2 separate regions of the Mus musculus genome follow, and region 2 is linked to region 1. The links are chromatin contacts, called in public Hi-C maps. All regions are on one chromosome and are shown on one strand. Each heading gives the region's core, a stretch centred on a gene start, on an enhancer-like site or on the middle of the called end of the contact. The rest is flanking DNA. Distances are from core to core; before and after follow the strand shown.

The links. Hi-C and Micro-C count contacts between places; a contact is called where the count stands out from the background.
Region 2: a Hi-C map of uterus shows a contact between it and region 1, with 2.1 times the contacts expected there. The contact joins two enhancer-like sites. A contact is called at or near these places in 10 of 39 promoter capture datasets (the 3T3-L1 cell line, the C10 cell line, cranial neural crest and 4 more), 2 of 484 Hi-C or Micro-C datasets (nephron progenitors and uterus), 2 of 115 datasets of contacts at active chromatin or transcription factors (craniofacial prominence and embryonic stem cells) and 2 of 9 other capture datasets (adipose tissue and embryonic stem cells).

What each region holds. Positions count from the first base shown.
Region 1 is chr10:44,533,950-44,541,634 of GRCm38.p6, forward strand. No RefSeq gene overlaps it. Among named protein-coding and RNA genes, the nearest start is that of Gm35154, 61 kb to the right of the region's middle. Within about 2 kb of position 4,257, at least 71 of the 459 cell types and tissues checked have an H3K27ac peak or open chromatin away from gene starts, as enhancers often do. A contact at or near this core is called in uterus, where this site is marked.
Region 2 is chr10:44,852,727-44,860,411 of GRCm38.p6, forward strand. It overlaps the pseudogene Gm6983. Among named protein-coding and RNA genes, the nearest start is that of Gm40638, 87 kb to the right of the region's middle. Within about 2 kb of position 3,030, at least 2 of the 459 cell types and tissues checked have an H3K27ac peak or open chromatin away from gene starts, as enhancers often do. A contact at or near this core is called in uterus, where this site is marked.

The sequences.
Region 1 (7,685 bases), core at 3,007-5,506:
ATTTTTGCTTCATTGGAATTTGGTGGTGTATTGCATCATTGGCTGGAATTTCAGGACTTGTTACAGAATGCAGTTTTAAAAACGATGCTGATAGGAATGAAGTTTAATGCTTGCTAATTTGTAATTACCATTCAATGGAAGAACTAGCCCAGGAAAGCATGTGGGGTGGTGTGACTGAGACAGGAAGAGACAGACTTGGAAACCAAAGACCTAACTAAAATCAGAAAGTAGCATTTTAGTCCTTTCTAGCTGGTGGGAAATTAATAGGTTGTTCTCCATAGATTAACCCTCGTTTTCAAGTAAGGATATTGTATTTACCACCATAATAGCTCTAATATATGACTTGATTTTCAAAATTAAAAATTTAAGGATGAAAATAGTCACTCAGACAACTTGCAACTGGCGGCAGCGGGCGGTGGCAAGAGAGCAGTTGTTTTTAATAAGAAAATGATGGGGAAGATCAAAGAAGAGCAGCGATCAGGATGTGGGAGTGAGTTCTCTTTATTGTGAACTGCTTTGGAGGGAGGTGAGAGATGAGACAGAGATGAGGAAGTCTCTCCTTTAGCTTCTCTGATCTAGCCTTGGGTGAGGAGAGTCCCTCTGGACAAGCGGCAAAGAAAAGACATGGTTAACTGGGGTAGTAAAAAATAAAATCAATGGCCCATAAATACTAAGTGTTTTAAGCTTGCGTTTCTCCTAGATTAAAAGAAGGAGGAAAGAAGCCGTTTGCTGTTGCCGCTGTCCTCTGCAGCTTGTGAAGCACGAGTCTCACTGATGGAGCAAACGCAGCCGGCCTTGCTTTCAGAGAGATAGGAAGACAGTACTGGGATGATTCAAAGACTTCTGGCAAATGGAGGCTTTAAGGTTTTAAACAAGATCCCCAGAGGAGGAGAAAATATGCTGGAAAAAAATAGTCATAAAGTACCTTTTTATGTTAAGTACAAAAAGACAGGAAATGTCCCCCCCCCCCCAAATATTGTTGTGTTTTCTCCATCTGGTGCAATAAAACAAGACAGATATGTCACGTTACACAAAAATTTCATAATATATATATATATGGTATAGTTAGATGCTAGAGAGCAAGTCTCTGGAGCAGTAGACATGTTACTCTCGGCCCCTCCCTCCCCAGCACTGTGTGCACTGCTTCTCTGGGGCCATTAAACCTCATAACTTTTCACATAGACAGTTTTTGGTTAATGGAATTACAGAACTTCAGAACTGTCATCATTACATCTAAGAAGGCCTTCTCTGTTTGCTAACTTCCTTCCAAAAACATTTTTGCCCTAATTACATTTTGTTCGTGGTTTGAGGAGCCCAGGACAACCCAGGGGAATAATTTCATTCTAATTTCGTCTTTCCTTTCCCAGGAGGTCTGTGTCCCTGCCATAGCTACCAAATTTACTTGATCCCTTGATTAACTGTTGTCCACTTTTTAGTGAAAGGGAAAAGCGAGCAAGCACCGGAAGCCAGATGAAGCCGCCGCTTTCTTCTTGTTTTACTCTTTCCTTGACGAGGTAACAGAGTTTGTATAGGCTTTCAGCCATGCCCCACTTCTTATCCAGGGCTCTGAGTGTGAGACAGGAAAGCTCTCTCTCTCTCTCTCTCTCTCTCTCTCTCTGTGTGTGTGTGTGTGTGTGTGTGTGTGTGTGTGTGTGTGTGTGTGTGTGTGTGTGTGTGTTTAGTCCTTGGACAGCAGATGGGGTGACCAGGCCTGGCTCTCCCAGGCCTATTCTCACTTTGTGCCTTCACCTCACCTGCCTGCCAGAGACAGGGGTTTCCTAGGTGTGAATAGTTAGTTTCTGTTCAAACTTCCTTAAGCCACACCTCCAGTTCCCGTTAGCTGCCCACTTGGGCTGGACTCAAGGGCTCCGGTTTGTAATCCCAAAACTCAGGAAGCTGAGACTGGAGGCTGAGAAATTCACAGCAGACCTGAGATACATTTAAGACTTTGTGTTAAACAAACAAACAAACAAACAAACAAATAAACGTACGTAACAAAAGAAAGAAAACAAGACCCCAAACAAGTGATCAAAGCAAACAAAAACTCCAAACCCTTCCCCAAACCGCCACCCAACAGCCTGCTTGATTGGCCATTTCCACTTCAATAGCTAAAAACCTGTCAGGTGTAAAGCTTTATCATTCCCTGGACAGCATTTTCCCTTCGGATTTTCAAGAATTGTGTAAATTCCAAATCTTGACAGGAGGACTTCCTGGTACCTTAAGTCACACTGCAAATGGCCCCAACTGCCAGCCTGTGTCCCTCCATCTTTACTATATCCGTCCTGAGCATTTCTGAACGCTTCCTGCTGCTACTGCTTGGGGCTTGCTCTGTGTCCTGTCTCACACAGATGATTATGGCAGCTTCTTAACTCACCTTCCTGGTGGCTTTGCAGTGCAGCCTAGAGATACTGTTACGCATCCGGGAGCTAAGGAGCTCCTAATCCCTGCCTCAGAGTCAAAGTCTGAAGTGTTTCAGAGCTGACAACTGACACCTCCACTGTGGTCCCTTCCAGCTTACCTGGCCCCTCTTAGATGTCTAAAAGAAGGCCCTAAAACTCAGGGCCTTTGCCTGAGATTGTCTGAGGCTCTGCCTGACCTCATTCTCTTCTACCTACACTGACTTTCCTGCATCTCCCGCCCCAGGGTCTGAACGCTGCTGCTCCTCTGCCTGGAGCATTGCTCCTTGGACGGGAGGGAAGCTTCGGTTCTTTACTGATATGCCATCATTTGGGTGAAGTGTACGTCGGCTCCCCCCTCCCACTTTCTCTTCTCTGTTTTTCTTCATGGTACTTAACTTCTTACATACTGAATCCCTTTCCCTCATTTACTGCTTCTACCCCCCCCACCCCCACCCCCCGCCCCCGAGAGTAAACAATCTGACAGCAGGACACTTTTTGTTTGTTTTTCTTTTTAATGCTTTTTGTTTCCCGTTGCCCAATGCCTGGAAATAAATACATTCATTTTTTAATGAAATTAGACAAAGGAGTAGCTTCAGTATATTCTATCACCTTGGAAGAAAAAATATTGAGTTGCCCTAAACCACAGTTTTATCAGCTGTAAAGGTCTGGTATCTTCTAGGTTACAGGGTGCTCAATAAGAGTTAAATAACATATAACACACTAGGCACACAGGAACATAATACATAGTACTTATAGTACTTGGTATTGGTATGTATGCAGGCCTGACTCATATTATGTATTTGATAAAGCTTTAAAATTTTAATAATGTATGGAAATATAGGTAATACCTTGCCTGCCTATCTTAGTCTTTTCTCTTTGTCTATTGCTGTACATAGCAGCTGGCTCAGATTTCCTTTGCTATTAGTATTTCTTTGTGCCCTGGAAGTGTGTCATGAGTACTACACACACTCATTACATCACATTATGTCTCCATCGACACTGAGAGGAAAAGTTTATTGAGCAGGTCTGAAAGCCTCCTTTTGCTTGGCCTGTATCCCTTGCCTTGGGATGATTCTTATTCCTTTCATGGAAGAAAAGGAAAGACAGAAGGAAGGAAAACCACAATTTGATTCCTTGACAGATTTCAGTTTTCCCTTTATAGCTCTGTTTAAAAGGAATATAAAATATTCATTATTTTTACTTTATGTATGTAAGTGCTTTACCTGAGTGTACTACATGTATGCCTCGTGCCCATGGAGGGCAGAAGACGGTATTGGATCTCTTAGAACTGGACTTACAGACAGTTGTGAGCTACCATATGGGTGCTGGGAATTGAACCTGTGACCTCTGGAAGAGCAATACATGCTGAGCCACTGCCCTACCCTACTTTCCTGTTGCTGGTTTCTTATCTGGGGTGAGTAGACATTTGTTCACATCTCCCCAGAAATAGTGTCACACCACAGTGAGAGAGGAGTAGGCTATCTCTTGAGCAGAAAAAGAGGGCCTGGGCAAGAACCTACTAGCTACTGAGACTGTCCCTGTGGTCTCTCTGTAAGACCTGCTATCACTGGACCAGACAAGGAAGACACACAGGCCAGGCTGGACGACAGGATCTGGAAACTTTTCCATTTTACAGTTTGACTCAAACAACAGAAATGAATTTTCTCTTTATTCTGGAGGCAGGAAGTTTAACACTTGAGGTTAACAGGTTTGCTTTCCCCTGAGGCCTCTCTCTCGTCTTGCAGATGGTGTCTTACTGCGTCTCATGTTTTTTCTCTCTCTAGTCCCCTTGTCTATTCAGGCGAGTAAGACCTAAGGCGAGGGGCTACAGGACTTGGAGTAGGAGGTGCTTAACTTCAACTTCCTTAAACTGGGCCAATCCTATCCAGATTCCCATCAGCCTTCTAGTCTGCTTCTTAGGCAAGGCTCATGCTGTGGTAGGCTTGCGTGTGGGAATGTGACAGGATTTATTTAGTTCAGGAACTTGGAAAGTCGCTCCCTCCCCAGTGTGCCTTTCCTTTTGCCTTGACACGCTTTCTCCTAGCTATGCTCTCTCGCCTGGTTTTACTCATTCTATGACACCCCACCTCTGCCTGAACCATGTAAGTAGGTCAGCAGTCCTAAGGAAGGGTCTGGTGCACTAGGTCACCTTCAGTTCTTGGTGTGACCTGGAGCTTAATTTCACCAAGCCGTGCTTACGGTAATCAGATAACACTAAAGGTATCATCTCACTGTCTAAGCCGCCCCCGGAGCCCCTTAATTTCACAAATTAAGAAGAAGAACAGCCAGGCCAAATAATTTACGCAGGGTCACACAGCAGCTAATAAATGGTAGACCTAAATATAGAATTAACATTTGAGGCCCAGGGCCCCAGACTTCTTTGGAAAGATGGAAATAGGCTCTGGATCCTGAAAGCTCAGGAGCTGAGAGTCAGAGACCGCATCTGAACCTTCTTCATGGCTTTCTCTGGGGGGTGTGGCCTCCCTCCAGCTCAACTGACCCAAAATAGGCATTTTAAACACCATCTCTCAGAGTCTCTGCTGATACCCAAACAACTTAGCGTCAACCACAGGGGCTTTGGGTTTCCCCAGCCTTGCTTGGCGGTCCGGGATCCCCTCTGAAGATCCCCACATCTCATCTATAAGGAAACTAGAAATCGGGAACTGCGGTTTTGGGAACCGAGAATCTCAAGAGCACTGGCCACAGACAGGCCTGTGGTGTGGGCTCCCTCAGCCCAGCTTCGAGGAGACTTATAGGTCGGTGTGGGATGAGCCTGCAGAACCCACGTGTGAGACACAGCTCCACACCAGGCTGGCATGGCTCAGGGACAGAGGTACCTGCATCTCCAGAACTTAGCCTGCAAACTAGGACTCCTGACTGCTCCCCCACCTCCTCCGCAGCAAGGAGCACTGGTCTGGCAGTCACCCTGACTTCTTGTCGCCACCACTTTTAAAAATGAGGAAGTTGAGTAGTAACCGGTTTTACTTTGTGGAATCACGAATTCTCAGGAACGGTTGGTTAGCTAACAGGGATCCTGAAAACGTAATTGCTCATCGAGTGGACTTCTAGGAAAATGTGAAGGTTAAAAAACTTGAAAATTCTGATGATTTTTTTTTTTTTTTTTTTTTTTTTTTTTTACCGTGATGAGTCAGTTAAACCCTTTGCTTGCCGCTGGCGGCTGCCCCTGCCCGTACAACAAAGGGACCAGTCAATGAAGGTTTCTTTGATGGTTCTGTTTGGAAACCCAAAGGCAAGCAGCCAGTGCTTTTCAGTCACAAATTAGAGTTTCAATTTGAGTTCACCTTAATTACCTTAAAAATGTAAACATTTGTCTCACACCGAAGTTGTTTCTCAAGCAACACCTTTAGATATGTTAATTCACTGATCCATTAAAACAAACACAAATCTCTTTTTTTCCTTATCAACTCACTCTTTTGCCTTTTTTTTTGTTTTGTTTTGTTTTTTAAAGAAGGGGTTGATTTTTTAAAATGAATTCTGAAGAAAATGTAATTAATATGTTTGGCAACACTGGTAAAATATAATAGATATAATAGTGCGATGGGGAGAAAGACAGAGTTTTAGTTCCCTTTCTTGCTCCATTACTCACTTACTTGATGTGGCCTCTGACAAGTCCCTTCAGTGTCCTGAGCCTCAGGCTCTCTCCATCTGTAACAAGGGGGATGACTTACCATCTCCATGCCTCCTGGGGGTGTTGTAAGGGTTAACGAGATATGTGATCACTGCTTTGATTCTAGGGTGAATGACCCTGTACAAATAAAGCATGATTATATATCAGATTCATCTTTGATTCATCCGAATAAGTGGGCCTCCCCTTATTAACTCTCTTCCTGTTAAAATTTCAAAATTGGACTGTCTGGTTTTTAAGTAGGCAGTGTGGTGGCATTCGATACTTGATACCCTTTGTGAAAGTCCTCCACAAGTTATATTACCCCATGAAGGGAGAGGTTCTGTTTGATTGCTTTTCTCATTGTGCTACCCAATGTCTCTATCTATTCAAGTTTAATCAACATTTTTTCTTTCCAGGGAATTACAAGAGTGCAGGGGTGCATGCCGAGCTGTATGGTGTAGCTCTAGCATGTTCTAGTTGAATTCCATCTATGGCTTATAATGACTCACTGAGATGTGTACGTTGTCATTACCATAGACACAGAATGCAGGCAGAGGGATTTTCATTTAATTAATGGGTAAAACAGGGAAGACCTAGAACGGAAGAAGCAACCTCAGAGTAGTGTCAGGCGTCAGGGTCATTTGTAGCAAGAGAGGTGCTTCTTTGAAACTTCTGATGGCAATCTTTGGTCAGAGACTTTTTTGCAACATTGTCTAGCAGGTATGGGATTTACCATCTGTGTTGTTGTCTTCACCAGGCCAAACTGAAGTGATGGACTAGGGAAATTTTACTTAATGGCAAAAGATGGGGCTCAGAATTGGCCCAACATTGAAAACCCCTATTACTACCCTTTCAAGAAAAGAACCAACTTCCTACTACGCTAAAAGAAAAGAACCAACAGAAGCTTTTGTGGGGTCACCAGCTGATTTTTAGAAGTTTCCCAAAGGGTAAAATCTTAAGGGGTATAAAGAACTGAGCTAGACTGCTTTCAGGTATTGAACTGATTCCTTCCTGTAGCCAAGGCCTTGGAGTTCATGCTGACATTTTCTAAAGTATGCTATATTTGAATAACAATCCTGCAGATTTTAGAGAAGATTGTAGAGGAAACTGCAACCCGATACAATATAGCCAGTAGAAAATTGCAACATTAGAGGAGTTTCTAGCCATCACATAACAAAGAGATCACACACCCTTACTAGTGAGGGAGAAAGAGAAGCTTTGCGTTATTAGACCTCTTTTTCATGAAACAAACAAAACAGAAAGATCCTTTATTCATCCCCGGGAATATTATCTACCAAATTATAACTCATAATTCTGGAGAGAGGGAAAAGGAACAAACCAGAAAAGACCGTCTTATCTTCTGCTTGTAGACAGACCGGAGGCTGCAGACTGCTTTAGAAGTGGATGACGCATGCGCAGTGGAGTGTTATGGCTCTGTACCTGTGCTCCCGGTTGACAACAGGCTGAATCATGGATGATTTGGGTGACCACTCATAGGCCGGTTCGTAAGCTTACAGCTTTAGACGTAGAACACTGACACAGAGAGCAAGTTACAGAAGCAGACTGAGGGCAGCAAGTGCTGAGTGACCGACATATTTAGGAACCAGTGCTTTCTCTGCATGAGAAGTGGAAAGTGAGAGCTGTGTGTGAGTCCCATA
Region 2 (7,685 bases), core at 1,780-4,279, 320 kb after region 1:
TGGCCCTCGCCGCATACACACAGTCCGAGTTCGAGGAGGCAATAAGAAGTACCGTGCCCTGAGATTGGATGTGGGGAACTTTTCCTGGGGCTCTGAGTGTTGTACTCGCAAAGCAAGGATCATTGATGTTGTCTACAATGCATCCAACAACGAGCGTGTCCACACCAAGACCCTAGTGAAGAACTGCATCATGCTTATTGACAGCACGCTGTACCGACAGTGGTACAGGTCCCACTATTGCACTGCCCCTGGGCCGCAAGAAGGGGGCCAAGCTGACTCCTGAGGAGGAAGAGATTTTAAACAAAAAACGATCAAAGAAAATTCAGAAGAAATACGACGAAAGGGAAAAAAATGCCAAAATCAGCAGTCTTCTGGAGGAGCAGTTCCAGCAGGGCGAGCTTCTCGCCTGCGTTGCCTCAGGACCAGGCCAGTGTGGCGGAGCAGACGGCTGTGTGTTCGAAGGCAAGGAGCTGGAGTTCTATCTGCGGAAGATCAAAGCCCGGAAAGGCAAATGAGCCTCATGCATAGTGTAATAATGGTGTCTGCTGTTCTATAAAAAAAAAAAAAGAAAGAAAAGAAAAGAAAAGAAAAAGAACCCTGTAAATAATGGGCTCTGTGAGAAATGACACAGAATAGCCTAGACAAGAGACCAGATTGTGATAGGAAAAGGTGACTTCGTGAGATAGGAATATTTTCCATATTCTCGGGTTTCACTGTCATTATGGGAACAAACTAAAAGAGGAAGGCAACTGCTCAACTGGAAACATAAACTATTTAGAAACTGCTTATCCCTGATTTCCAACTAATGCGGTTTGTGGTAGAGCAAAGCCCTGTGCTGAATATCCTAATGTGTGCATTCACCACAGGCTGTACAGACAGGAACCATGCACAAAGGAACTGGGTCGTGTATGTCAACCAAGGAAGGGATCGTGTACACATCCAAGATGACAGAAAAGACTTGCCCACCTGTTTCCATGTTTTTCAATAACCTACCCCTGTGAAATACTTAATCCAATGATTTCATATTATTCCATATTGGGTATTTGGTATTTACTAAATCTAGGACATTGACCTCTCCTCTTTGTGCATCATTCATTGGACATCTAAGAAAAGCACACATATCCTGGGTCAGGGCATGTTATTGGAGATAGGTTCATAATATCTGTGGAGTTCTTCAGGTTTCATACATCTCATTTATATCTTTTGCCCTCATTCATACATAAGAAAGGCCTGATGTAGCAGGCAATTCTTAGGTTTAGTCTTTATTTTCTCTTCACATTACAAATGAGAAGCCAGGATGGTTCCTTTCAATTGCTCAGTTCAACTCAACTTTTGTTCTTGCTTATAACACTTCATGTATAATGACTAGGAAGGAATGGTGAGGCATACATATTTCTGGCAATCTAGCCAATAAGTTGAAACACTGACTATATCATCTATTCTTACAATTGGGTCAAAGTGCAGGAGAAAGAAAAAGAAACCCTTGTTCAAATTCTTGCCCGGTTTAGCAAAATCTCTGTTTGCACAGCATATTCAGGGTAGATCTTATGGCTTGACATTTATTCTTATTGACACATCATGAGATATTGGCTATGTTGCTTAACTCTTTGGTCTGATCTCCCATATCTGCACAAGAGGCTCATCCCACCAGCATTTATTAAGCGTCTATTTGCGTGTGCCACACTGTACTAGGTACTATACCCGAGATATGCCAAAGATCTATGAGATAGTGAAAATAAGATGTTTGCATGTCAGGACAAGAGGTTATTCATCAAAAGATTCATGAGTTCGAAGAAGGGCCTTAAGTCTAATTGCTTCTAAAATATATCTTGTTTATGATACAAAGATCAACGAAAATAGAGAATTCCTATTTCCCAAAGAGAAACTCTGCTCAGGACGAAGAATATAAGAACAGTTCCTAGAGTTATGAAACATGGGAGGTAAAACAGAGGGGATAGGGTTGGCTAGATGACTCAGTGGATAAAGAAGATTGCCACCGGGCCTGATGGCCTGAGTTCAAGCCCCAGAACTCACATGGTAAAAGGAGAGAACTGACTTCCAGAGCACACACACATACATAAATACTTAATTTTGTTTTTTAATGAAAGAGGCTAAAGACATGTTTAAATGATGCATTTATCGTAAATACTTGCAAAAATGAGTAAAACCATGCTCTCTATATATACTCACATATACTCATATATTCACATGTATATATACATACATATATATATATATATATATATATATATATATATTCGTGTATGTGTGTGTATGTGTGTGTGTACATGAGTAAAACCAAAGCTATATATTTATAGTCTGCCCTACTTTTCCTTGCTCTGCTCTCTGAGAAGCTGACTCCTGTAACTTTGCTACTGAGATCTTTGTTCTTGTCCTCAAGTTGGGGTTGGCCAATAAGTGCCAGCAGATGAGCGCTCTTCCTGGTCCTGGCCTTTGGGTGGGTCTCTGGCAGAACTATGTTTCACAGATGTGGGTAGCATTGCTTTCTCTCCCTGTGTTACTAGCAGCTTTCTCAAGTTGCATGTTTCTGGATACCTAAGTATCCACCCCTTCTTCCTTCAGTCTGCCCACACCTCGGGAAATTGTCAATTTTCATGTCCTCATTGACATAAATAATAAAGCCGCAAAACCTCTTAAATAGACTCCACAATGTTTTTCACATGAGCAAACAAAACGCCCAAATTTTCTAACTAGCTTCCCCACAACATGTGCCTGAGATCTTTAGTTTTTATTTGCCATTCTGGAAGATCTCACACAGACACATCAAAATCTTCTGGTCAGATGATAACTCACTATGAAAATATCTTCGAAGGGGTGAGAAGCCCCAGGCACTATCCTGCGCATCCTTCTTTCCCTTTACGTGGTTGATGACGTGCGTTGTAAGTCAGAGGAAAGGAAAACATCCAGCAATTCTGGGTTTTCTTAGGCAATAATGCGTCTTTCAGGTCTGGGGATGGGATTTTATCTGCGCACTTAGAGGGTGTGTAGATCAGAGTTTTATGTGACTTGTGAAGAAGTCAATGATGTAGAAGCAGTGTGTAGTGTGGATGGATGCTCATTCAGCCCAGGGTTGGCATCTTGTGAATCATTTCACCTCCCCCTTGCTCTAGTAACAAACATACTACCAAGCAGGGAGCTATAAATGAGTTCATTTCCTGGAAATACGATTTTAATGAGATTCTTTAGCTGATCACACATCAACCCGGAATAATAAAACATTGACTGCTGATCCTCTCCTCTTAAGGCTAGTGATGTAAACTCTCATCCCTGTTCTTAACACAAATCTAGCTTAACATTCAAGGTTTTAGTGGAACAGAAAATTAGATTAATGTAAGCCTGTCGGTGATAGGGACTTTTGAATAAATCCAAGAGATTTCACATCAGAAACCCATTGCCGCTTGACCTGGTGTCATGGAAAACATGACAGTTTCTAATGCTTCGCTTGGAAAACATTGAACTTTGGTTAACTCACTGTTCCCAGACTTAAAAATAGGGAATTGAGGTGGCTTAAAGGATGGGGAATTAACAGTTCAAACCTCTGACCATGGGAGCTAGAAGGTCTACACAGAAAAACATTTATTTCCTCTCCAAGATCTGTTCATGGTTTGTATTTTGGATGCTGCTGGGAGGCAACATGGGTGTAGACCATGTGACTTAACAGAAAGCCAGAGCCTGTGTAGGAGTTAGTTGTTCTTTTTATTATCGACTCTTGTAGGAACGAGCTGAAGCCCCCAGTGACTGTATTTGTCCTACCTAAGAGAAGCACCTCCAAAGACCTCTTCCCTACCAGTATGTTTCATATTTTAAAGGTTCAAGCCCTTGTCACAGCACCACACTCAAGACCAAATTCCCAGAACATGAACCTCTGGGGGGTGAGGGATTAAACTATAGCGGATCTGTACCAATCATGATTCAGTCTTTTGTTTGTTTGTCTTTAAATCTTTGTCTTTATTATAAGCTCCTCACCGGTGGAAATATTTCAAACATTTTTGTTCTTTATGATTCTTAGGGTATTCACATAGTGTTTTTTACACAACAAACATTTAATATGGATTCCAGGAGCTTTTGGAAGTAAATTATCTCAAGTTGAAGGGGAGACTCTTGTCCTTAAAGTCTCACTTGAAGCATGCCTTCTTTTTAAGTGTGGAAGGGAGAGTAAAGTTGTTTAAAGTCCTTCAGTGAGGCTGAAACACTAAGGAAGCCTAGGGCCTTGAAATGATTGTGGAAAGAATCAATAATTGCTTTATTACTGAGTAAACTGGATTTTTTTTTTTACACTCACAAAAGGAAATGGATCTGAACTCAGATGGTCCCTGGTATCTTTGTGTTAGGCAAGTTCATCCTTTTATGAGAGGACTCACCCTTATTCACATAAAATAGCATTCCATTTCAACATAGCGTTTCTTAAGCAAGAATGGCTGAGTCGAGTAGAGGGTAAGACACATAAAGTCAAATATAGCTTTTATAGGTGTATTAATACTCAGTCGAGAGCACTTCCTTGCTCAGAATTTTCTGGGGCCCGGGGGCTTGAGCTGTCAATGATGTTGAAAGAAAATGTTTTGAGGTATAATCATGTCTTGTTCATACGTTCTCTTTCTAAGTTAATATATACATGTATCCTGTGATTCTTTCCTTTTTAAAAAAAAAAAGCAAAAAAGAGAAATCTGGGCACAAGCAAGTTTTATAATGGTAGTTACAGAATAATGTGCGGCAACTTTCAAATCTCCACAGAGCTGGCCTCCCACCCTTCATTCACTGGATCAACAAATGAGCTTCCTCCTCTCCCGTTAATACCTGGCAATCCAAAGAAACGTGCTTAGGGGCAGCTCCAGATTCCCTGAGGTGATGCCACTAGCTTGCATAGAGGGGAGGACCATGAACATTGTGCTCTGCTGGTGGGGTTTGTTGACTGGAACCTCTGTGTAAATATATCAGCTCTAGAGTCCAACTTCTGTGTGTATATCAGAGGGTGTCCCTGACATGGCTGATGTCCCTTATGATGTCTCAGAAGCTTGGAGATAAACTTAACATTGGGGTGAGACAGAGACAACTGTTCAAAGCATTTAGTATCCGGAAGATAAGGCAGAAGGCAATTTAATAAGTCAGGAAACTACTTCCTTCAGCTATTGGGTGAACCAGCATTTATTGACATTTACAAGATAGTCTTCTAGGTATTATGAATAGAGGGGAGAAGAATAATTCATATTTAGAGCATCTGAAATCTAAAATTATGGATTATGCAATAATTTGTAGGATAGTATATTATGGTTTGTTTTTTTGTTGTTGTTCTTTGGGTTTGTTGTTGTTTTGGTTTTGGTTTTATCAGCTTGACATAAGTTACAATCATCTGGGAAGAAGGAACTTCAATTGAGAAAGTGCCTCCATCAGACTGGTTATAGGTAAGTCTGTAGGGGCATTTTCTTAACTAAGGACTGATGTGGGATCCTGTGGGTGGTACCCTGGGTGACTGGTCCTGGGTGGTCTAAGAAAGCAGATTACCCAAGCCAAGGGGAGCAAGTCAGGAAGCAGAATTCCTCAATGGTTTCTGCTTCAGTTCCTGCCCCAGTTCATAATCTGCATGGCTTCCTCCTGTCTTGACTTCCCTCAGTGGTAAACCATGGTTGAGACAATGTAAGCCAAATAACCCTTTCCTCCCTGGGTTGCTTTTGATCATGATTTTCTTCCCAGGAACAGAAAGGAGGCTAAGATAGTATATTAGTTTACTTGCTCTGCTATAATAAAATAGCTCAGACTGCATGACTTAGACAATGGTAATTTATTTTTCCTAGTTCTGAATGTCCGAGGCAAGTATTAAGTATCAATAAGCTGGGGATTTGGTATCACTTACAGCTTCTTTCTATAAGCTACCTGATGAGAAAGTATCTTTTGTAACACCAAGGGGCATTGCTGGTCAAGTCATTAGCTTCTTGAGATCAGGCCACTAGCTTGGCTTTGGGGAAAGGATTTGAACATCATGCTTTGCTGTTGGTGTTCCTAGAAACGTATGCCTTGTAAGCAGTATGTGGTTCAAAGACCTCTTTCAGAGAAACAGCCCATCAGGGTTCACGTTCCTCTCCTCCACGTATGGACGCATCGCATCCACAAAGAGGAAGCCTGCAGCCCAGAACTGGGGAAGTAAGAGCTTTGCTTCCTTGGCATTTGCATTTGTTTAACATCTTCATAATGAGTCACACGCAAGAGATGGCCTCCATCCTCCCAGCTGAGATTCAGTGACTAATAACAATGGTTTGGGCTCAAGTGGGGATAATTGGCGTTTCTGGAATATACAGAAATGATGGGTTGAATCAAAAAGTTATGCTCCTCTGAGGGAGCTGCAGGTGGGTAAAACAATTTGGGCTCAGTTTTTGAGGATTAAAAGGGAGAAATTCCACTTTCTGAGGCACCGAAAAATGTAAGCAGCATGGGACTCAAAGATGTCCACCATATGGATTTGAAAGGATTTGCTTTCAGAGAACACTGACATCAGAGAACCGTTCTGAACTTCTAAAGCCCTGTGAGCCCAGGAAGCAGGAGAGGGTTTAAATGCCCTGAAATTAATTTTCCTGCTTTTATTATGTTAGCCAGTGTTTTCATTTTACCATTGATACCCAGAAGCAGTTTCTCAAAAGGCCCACTTTAAAAAGATCACATCAAATAACCAAATGACACTGTTCATTTACTTGAATGACTAGAATATGAATTTCAAAAATTGCTGAATCGTGTCAAGCTGAAATGACCAGGGTCGGCTTCGCATAGATTGAGTCGACGGGAGGGTTTACTTAAACTCTTACAACTGTGAAATGGATGCTTAAATAAGCTGCAGAGACAAACAATGTTGAAGTCTTAGATTAAAGGCATGTAAATGCTTACTCTTTATGCAAGCTGCACTACTGAATTCAATTCCTCAAGTTTGATTTCAGGCTATTACTTCTTATACTTAAGTTCTTTGACACGATACTGCCACCGTGCATGGTTCAGTTAATCTAATTATGTATTTTTAAGCTGAGTGCCGCCAACAGGGTGTATATGCACTATACAGGCCATTCGTCTATACTGATAAGAAACTTCAGGCATGAAGACGGAAAATCCCTTTGTCAAGGACAAAAGAGCAGAGAGGTTTTAGCTGAAACTCCAGAGCCTTCCATTCTGTGCCTTGAGGTTGTGCCTGCCCACAGTGGAGACTGTTCTTTCTAGACTTTGCCATCTAGAATGTTTGCCCAGATCCTTTTCCCAGCTCCTAACCAAGCTTTTCACTGAGTATTGACGGAAAAGGGTTATAAACACAGGCAAGACCTGGAAGTCACCAGAAGTCAAAGCCAAGTGCAGATTCCTCTTGCTCAGCTCTCTTGCTGGTTTTCAGTGTTTCACATTCTTCCATCCATCGACTAATACAGAGTAAAGGCCAGTTGGCCATCATTGCGGATTTGCATACTACACCATGGGACCAGGAGAGGCCCTCACTGCTTCTGTCAGAGGTATTCATGTGCCAAAGTATTAAATGAAGAAGCTATTTGATTTAGGGGTTAAATTAGACACTGCTCATCTCTAATCATATACATTATATTTGGTATCATGATAGCATGAAGGGAGTAATCTCATGCTGTCCTAAAATGTACAGAAATAGAACTAAGATAAGTACTGTAACTTTTCAATGGAAGACAAGT